Regions from separate parts of the Mus musculus genome. Here region 1 is linked to region 2. A link is a contact called in public promoter capture Hi-C data. All regions are on one chromosome and are shown on one strand. Each heading gives the region's core, a stretch centred on a gene start, on an enhancer-like site or on the middle of the called end of the contact. The rest is flanking DNA. Distances are from core to core; before and after follow the strand shown. Region 1 overlaps Cald1 (caldesmon 1). Region 2 has its middle 24 kb from the start of Akr1b3.

What was found. Promoter capture Hi-C pulls out the DNA fragments that hold promoters and counts their contacts.
Region 1: a contact with region 2 is called in a promoter capture Hi-C map of second pharyngeal arch cranial neural crest. The contact joins two enhancer-like sites. A contact is called at or near these places in 2 of 39 promoter capture datasets (cranial neural crest and second pharyngeal arch cranial neural crest) and 3 of 115 datasets of contacts at active chromatin or transcription factors (embryonic stem cells and pancreatic cancer cells).

What each region holds. Positions count from the first base shown.
Region 1 is chr6:34,725,092-34,729,015 of GRCm38.p6, reverse strand. All of the region lies in intron 3 of Cald1 (caldesmon 1), which reads right to left. Gm38787 (a long non-coding RNA gene) reads left to right here. Exons shown (of 3, transcript XR_868972.2): 1 at 1-2,498. Among named protein-coding and RNA genes, the nearest start is that of Gm38787, 5.7 kb to the left of the region's middle. Within about 2 kb of position 1,520, at least 11 of the 459 cell types and tissues checked have an H3K27ac peak or open chromatin away from gene starts, as enhancers often do.
Region 2 is chr6:34,291,692-34,295,795 of GRCm38.p6, reverse strand. No RefSeq gene overlaps it. Among named protein-coding and RNA genes, the nearest start is that of Akr1b3, 24 kb to the left of the region's middle. Within about 2 kb of position 2,770, at least 53 of the 459 cell types and tissues checked have an H3K27ac peak or open chromatin away from gene starts, as enhancers often do.

The DNA.
Region 1 (3,924 bases), core at 271-2,770, 430 kb before region 2:
TGATCCTGTGTTGATCACGCATGGCTATTTGCTTGTAATTGATTTGTAACAATGGTCTTAATACTCCTATCAAAAATTAAACAGAGCCAGGTGTGGTGGTGGACAACTTTCTTCCCAGCACTCAGGCAGAAGCAGACAGACATCTATGAGCCTGGTCTATGTAGCAAATTCTAGGCCAGCCTGGGCTACATAGTGAGACTTTGTCTAACAAAGAAAGAAAGAAAGAAAGAAAGAAAGAAAGAAAGAAAGAAAGAAAGAAAGAAAGAAAGAAAGAAAACAACAAAAAGCCAGGTGCCATCAGTTATCTGTCTTGATTTATATATATTCAGTTATTTACAAATTAATCATATATAGTACTATTGAAATGCTTACACATTATAAAACACAAAAAGAAGTGTAAGAGAATAATACTGAAAAAACTTATTAAAGGTCTAATTTATCAGTATTCATAGAACTTCTATTACATCTTAATCTTAGTTTTAGCACACTGTGATCAGTTATTTGAAAGCCTGGCTAGCGTGAGCTTCAGTTGATTCTGCCATTCAACTTTCAATGACAGTTGCAGCTTAGGGTTTTTTTTTTTTTTTTTAATTTTTAAAATTATATGAGTATGAGTGTTTGCTTGAATTTATACGTGAGCACCATGTGTATGTCTGGTGCTTGAGGAAGTCAGAAAAGGGTGGTAGATGCCCTGGAACCAGAATCATGGATGTTTGTGAGCCATCGAGGGGTGTTGGGGATTGAAGCCAGGTCCCCTGCAAGAACAACTGCTCTTAAGGGCTGAGTCCTCTCTCCAGTCCCTTAGTCTTGTGTTTAAGTTTATGGAAAATGGATACGTACAAGTGGGAGAGATAAACGCTTGGTATGTTGAAGCATGGAGCTAACATACTAAATCCCCCCTAATTTCCAATGTGTGTCTGTCCACCATTTCTCCTTCCAAAGCCACACGAATTTTAAATAAATTGCTTCAACTTCTACTTGTGAGATTTAAGAGTTTTATTTCCCCCTCAAGCCTAGGTATGAAGACAAGGTATGATTGTCTTGGTAGATCACACTTACAGATTTTTTCAACAACAAAATCACAAACGAAAGTCTATTTTCCACATAATTTTTTTTTTTACCATGTGAGTTTTTGCTGAAGGTGAAAATGTTGGTCAGTGACTATGGCGGTCGATGGCTGTGCGGTCGGCGACTGTACTAAGAACCTTGGGCTTGTATATCTACAGTGGGTGGACTGTGTGCTACGTGGATTGGGTTTCAGTAGAGATTACAGACCTAGGAAAAGCCTTTGGCTCCTCACACAGCCTGCTGAAAAAAGCAAGCGAGGGGCAGAGGAAGCCCTCCTCCGTGCTCCCTCAGCGAGGTGGGCACTGGCTCCCTGAGCACAACCTTCCTTGTATTTCCAGCAATTTCCCTTCTGCCTGCAGCTTCTGCACAAACCTTCAAAGCACAGGGCTCTTTAGCAATGTTAGTTTAAACTAGATAAGGCCTGCCACAGGTAAACCTTCTGACTCCACCGAGACTAGAGGGCCACGTGGCACCGAGAGCTGCGCATTCTAAGCCCCGTGCTTGCCTCTGGGGATGGTACACATGGCTAGAAAAGGGGTCAGGGGTAAGGTGTCAGGGCCAGAAGGGATGGCCAGAAAAGTACCAGAAAAAGCTTTAATTCTTTGCCCTTCCACTCCATTTTCTCTTCCCCTGCCTTCCTGCTTCTATAGCAACATTAACATCCCCCTTTCCTCTTGCCAGCTCCAGATGCACCGACCCTCCACCCTCGAGAGAGGCTCAGAAGCAGCAGGCATCCTGAAAATCGGCCTGTGCCTCCTGTGAAGTCACCAAGGTTGTGTCAGACCTGCATCACGGACTGCTTTATTTGCATCTAAGACCCCACCCCCTACATCCATCATCAGGAGTGTTCCTCTAGAGCTAAAGTTCTGTTTCACCCCCACCTCACCCCGGCACCATGTGATTTCCATACACTACTTTCATTGACTAAGGATGCCCAAAAGCATGAAAGGGAAGCAAAAGGCATTGAAACACTGACAGGTGGCACCTGGGGAGGCACCGAAGGTGTTCCGGGGTGTGGGGGAATCTCACTGAGGGAAGAAATGACCGTGACTATGAGATGACAGATCAGAACCATATTAAACCTGAACGGAGCAACAGCATCAGCTTCACAGCTTGATGGCAGAGGTGACATCAGCAACAAATACAAGAGCGGGACCCCAACTTGTCACATTTCTCTCAAACCCTCCCCCTCTAAACATTGAAAGTGTGGTAACCCGACACCTCATTTCTCTCAAATCCTTCCCTCTAATTGTTGAAAGCAATTACTGGCCACAAACTTTCCAGTGCTTGCTTGGGCTGGTACATTTTGCGCACTGGTCTAGAATGCAAATGTTTCAGTGGATTTATCATGGATATGCTTGGTATCCTTATGCTTCTTTCTTGGCAGAAGTCATTATTCAGATCCCTCCTGGAACTAGGAACTGGAAAAGGTATGTTTTCCTTGTCTAAAACCAAAGCAAGCAACAACAATAACCACAGCCACAATTGGTGGTGGACAGAAGACATATCTGATTTGAACCTGGTCAATAATGGGAGGCTAAGGCAAACTGAGTCACCTGGTGTGTGTGTTTGTTTGTTTGTTTGTTTTCTATTCAGACTGTGGACTCTGGTCCAGATCAAAGATTTATCTTTCTGTGTGTTTGTATGTGACTGTGTACACAGCACCTGCCTGTCTCTCTCATTGTTTGTATGTGAATGTGTACATACCACCTGCCTGTCTCTCTCATTGTTTGTATGTGAATGTGTACACACCACCTGACTGCCTCTCTCATTATGTGTGTGTGAATGTGTACACACCACTTGCCTGTCTCTCTCATTGTTTATGTGTAACCGTGTACACAGCACCTGCCTGTCTCTCTCATTGTTTGTATGTGACTGTGTACACACCACCTGCCTGTCTCTCTCATTGTTTATGTGTAACCGTGTACACACCACCTGCCTGCCTCTTTCATTGTGTGTGTGTAACTGTGTACACACCACCTGCCTGTCTCTCTCATGTTTGTGTGTGTGCCTGGCAGTCCTTTTGGCTTTTTGTGATGTCAGTGGAAAGCAAAACTAATTCAGAGAGAGCAGCATATTCAACTTTGCTCCTTTAGAAACATTTAATGAGCCCTAGCCAAAACTGGCTTGCAATTCAATGGATGTTGTAAGAAACACAAAGATGCCTAGTTCCATCATATCATGGGCTGTCTTATGATTAGTTACACATTTAATTTCATTCAATGGTTTTTAGCTTAATTTCATCTACTTTGCAAGTTTACTTTGAGATCCATGTTTAAGGGGCCAGAGATTTTGTTTAGTTCCAGACCTTTTAACTGCTTGTCCAGTCAATCCAAAAATTAAAAGGATAGTTAGAACTGGCTATTAAGTTCTCAGAACACTATACTGACTATATGTGGTATCCTTTAACCCAGGAATTAGTAGCCATGACTCCAAAGTAAGACTGTAAGACTTGTATTCTCTACAGCTATACTTTGGAGCAAAGTGTAGAAAACGATTCTTTATATAGTTGTTCCCTCTCACCTGTGGGGATGGAGCCTAAGGCATTCCATTGATGGTTGCTACTACATATAGTATGGGACTCTCTATGTATGTAGTTATGATGAAACTTAATTAATAAATGAGGCACAGTAAGAATGAAGCACCATAGTCAATAACAAAATGCAACTCTAATGATAGACTATAATAAACATGATTTAAAATAAATAAACTATGTCCAGAACTTTCAACTTAATATTTTTGGAGCAAAGGTGACCAAGGTTAAATCAATGTAATGAAGCCCCAGGTAAGGGGAGCCTCCTGAACTCATTTGATTGGATCCCAGGTAGAACCTTTTACTTGATGCTATCTTCTGTA
Region 2 (4,104 bases), core at 1,521-4,020:
TGAGTGAGAAGCAAAATTTCCCATCAGGTAGAAATCATCTCAGTGGTATGAGGATGTGAGAGAGGTGGTCAGAGATGAGGCAACAGATTTTGAACTATCACGGCGCAATCTCACAGGTAGCTGAAACTCGGGGAAGAAAAGGCCAGCCTTGGGGCCCTGCCCAGGAGTCAGATAAGTTCTGATGAATTTGGAGTACAAGTCAAAAGGAATCAAAGAATGAAACCTCTACGGTTTCCCACGGGAGAGGCACAGGGACCAGTACAGTTCGGCACAGTGGAGTGGTTCTGACACGATGATGTCAGAAGTGGGGTAGATATGTAAGAGCAGATATGTACAAGGCCATTTCATTGTGTAGTCCACATGGGCCCGCAGCAGTGCCTTATTGGCCTGCCCCTGAGAATCCAAGAGAAAGAAAGGTGGCTTCCCTCCCAGTTGGCATGGCTCAATAGATTTGCATTGGGTCGTTGGTCTTGACAAACAATCTCAACAGCCTGAGGCTCTATAGGAGAGGTTCAGTCAAGGGCAACCAGCTGGTCTGAGTGGTTATTTAACTGAGTCACCGAAGACTAGAGCTTAGCCTATGGACTTGAGTCCAGCATTCTCGCGCGCGCGCGCGCGTGCGCGCGCGCGCGCGTGTGTGTGTGTGTGTGTGTGTGTGTGTGTGTGTGTGTGTGTGTGATCTTGGTTATTAGTTGGTGTGGGAAGACCCATCCACTGTGGGTAGCACCATTCCCTGAGGGGATCCTGGGCTGTGTAAGTGTGGAGAGAGGGGCTGAGCAGCAGGCGACATCCATATATCCACTAGTCCCTTCTGACTGTGAATGTAATGGGACCAGCTGCTTCAAGTTTCAGACCCCTTCCTTGATTCTCTGCCATGATGGTCTAACCCAGAACTGTGAATCAGAATAAACCTTCTCTCTCTTAAATTGTTGTCACAGCAACAGGAAAATACACTAAGACACTCACCTATAATCACCTATACTGATATCCTCTTAGTCCTGAGCACATCATTTTGGATACTCATCATCAATTAGTGGAACAGTCTGGACTACAGACCCACCGTTTCATCTTCCAATGGGAAACCACAAGGGAGCCGGAGGCCTCCTCTCTAATTTGGGGAGCAGTGAGGAAAATGCGTGGGTTTTCTCTTCCCTTCCCATCCCCAATCTCAATCCGACAAAGTAAGTCCTTCTTGATTACTCTGTTTAATTATACACCAACTCATTACAAAGGGGGTTCTGATTCCTGTTTGTTTGTTTGTTTGTTTGTTTGTTTTTTGACAGGGTCTCTCTATGTAGCCCTGACAGCTGGGAACTTGCTTTGTAGACCAGGCTAGCCTTGAATTCAGAGCCTCTCCTGTCTCTGCCTCCAAAGTGCTGAGATTAAAAGTGTACCATGCCCAGCTCTGGATATTTCTCTCTCTCTCTCTCTTTCTCTCTCTCTCTCTTAGTGGTTTTAGAGCTTTATTGTAGAAAGGCAGGGGGAAAGAGAGCAGGTAGAAAGACAGAGGCTGGCCATGGCCACGTGGAGAGAGATGGGGAGGGAGAGAGAGAGAAGGAGGGCTAGAGATGAGAGTAGGAAAGGTGAGAGCTTAAAGAGCCAGCTCTGGTTTTTTTACTATTTATTTTATGTGTGCGTGTGTTTGCATGTGTGTACACACACATGACACAGCGAGCATGTGGTGGTCAGAAGACAACTTATGAAAGTCAATTCTGGTTCCCTTCTTTGACTGTGTGGGCTCTGGGGATCGAACTCAAGTCATCAGGCTTGGAGGCGAGTACCTTTACCCACTGAGCCATCTCACCACCTTCAGGTTCTGACTCTTAAAAGGTGTTTAAGGAAAAAAAAAAAGTCTTCCACGAAAAACAAAGTTGGATGCCTCAGGACTCTCTGCTTACTTCCTGCACTTGGGTAATGATCAGTGGGTGTTGAGTATGGAGACCTAGTTATGTGGCCAACTTCCTTCCGCACACTGAAAAGCATGGAAAGATTACTCCATCTCTCGCATGACAATCTAGAAGGGACTCCTCAGGCATCATCTGGAAGCTGGTGGCATTTTCCTTTAGAAAGAGGGGAATGAGTCCTACGAAAGATAATGAACGTACCTATTTCGTGCACATTGTTCCTATGTCCTATTCAATTGCATCTCACTTCCTGGATTTCTCTGGAGGAAAGTAGAAGAGATGGGCTAAGATGTCTGTGCCTATAACTTCTTACCTTTCCACTTTACAGTAGAGAGGCTACTTTCTCTGTGTGCCCGTAGAGAGCAGTCTTCGCAAAGTCTTGCCTGCAGGGAAACATGAGGTGATAACCGCCTGATGGTGACAGAGGACAGGAAAGGATTGCATATTTTATAGACTGCAGGGAGGTGATATTCCCATTCACACGAAGGCAATTAGGCAGCACAAAGGGCCTGGCCTCTACTCTATGCTGCTGAAATCTTCCTTGACCCAGCTTCTCCTCTGTCCATGTACGTGACTAAATTCCTCTTGGATAGGGTGGAGTACATACATTGCCCTCTCTCTGGTTCCTGTCTGCTCCCTGGCCTGCCTGTTTCATCAGAACTCACCTGACAGTGCCTCTGTGGTCTAAGTGGGTTTAAGTCAAGCACTTGGGCTGAGCACCCTTTACAAGGCCAAAGCCAAGCCAAAGCCAAGCAAAGGCAGACGGGAGCCTTGTTCCTCCTGCTCAGGCTGTGTGAGACAAAGGCCGTTTCCGTCCATGCTTACCACCTCCTAGCCTCCTAAGCTTATAGCACGGTGTGTGCCTCCCTCTGCTGGCTAAGCTGGATCAACACTTCTGTTTTAGTGATTGTACGTGGAGAGACCCTTCCTGGCAGTACCACTGTCTAAGCCACTAACAGAAGGAGCGGGTACAACACTAAGCCCTTGGTATACACCACCTCCAACCCTCACCGAGAGTTTGTGAGGGAGGTAGCGTTGCTCCCACCAAACAAGAACCACTCTTAACGTATACAGAATGCATGCAGTTTGAGGAGGAGGGAAGGAGGTGCAGACACAGCAAGCTCCGTGTTCCGAGCCACTGTGTAAATACATGATCCCTACAGGGTGTGTGTCGCACAGCTTGCCCCAGTTGACAGACATGGCAGGCCAGTCATGCCTTGCTATTCCCAACAATCCACCTGCTAATGACCCCATATATCATCTCCCCCTTCTCTTGTGTCCAGAAACCAAATTCATGAGCACCCCGGTCCTTTCCCTTTACATCCTTGTGTCGTTTGCTCCCTTTATGCCTGCCTCACACTTATGCAGCGATATTGAAACCAGATAGAATTCAACAGATTTGTCCATACTGACTGGAGGGGAATGAGATTTGACGGTGGATGTAAAATAGGAAGAGAAGTGATCACATGACCTTTTCACTAATGGAAACCACAGCTGGTAATAACCCTCTTATATTACCTTTCCTCTCTGGGGCTTTCCAGAAATATCTTGTAAAATAAAAACCTCAAACCACACAGGCATTCCCTCTCTTGGTGCCTGTGTTGTTACTAACTCTTCTGCTTGCCGCCTGCCTCTCCTGAGCTGCTCACCCCTCTCTGCAGTGTCTGCTGTTTCCTTTTTCTCTTGCCAGCCTGGGACTCGGATGGCCTCCGCCTCCTCTTCACCTGGCTCATTGGCCTATTCCTGAGGTCTCCCTTCTTTTCTGGGTTTCTGCTCTTTTACTAGAGCTTCTATTCTGTCTCCACCCCACCCTACAAGCCTCTGAGCTCTCTAAGGCATTTAGTCAATATTCCTAGGACCCAAATCCCCACTACTGGGTTAGGGGGACCCTTTAGAGTTTGGATCAGATCCACTGATTTCCTTACGTTACTAAAATCTCAGCAGTGATCTGGGTTCACCCATCTCCAAAGAAGAAAACTGAGGCTTACAAAAACATGTTTATCTGTACTCTCTCCCTGTTGATGGGCACATTTGAAATACCAAACTAATACTCGCTCTTCAACGGCATTCTTCACTCTTGCTTACCCAAGGACCCCCCTACACTGTCGTGTTCACAGTCTTAAACGTACATGTTTAGAATACTTGGTCCCCAGTTGGTGGTGCTGTTTGGGGCTGTTTAGGCGATGTAGCCCTGCTGAAG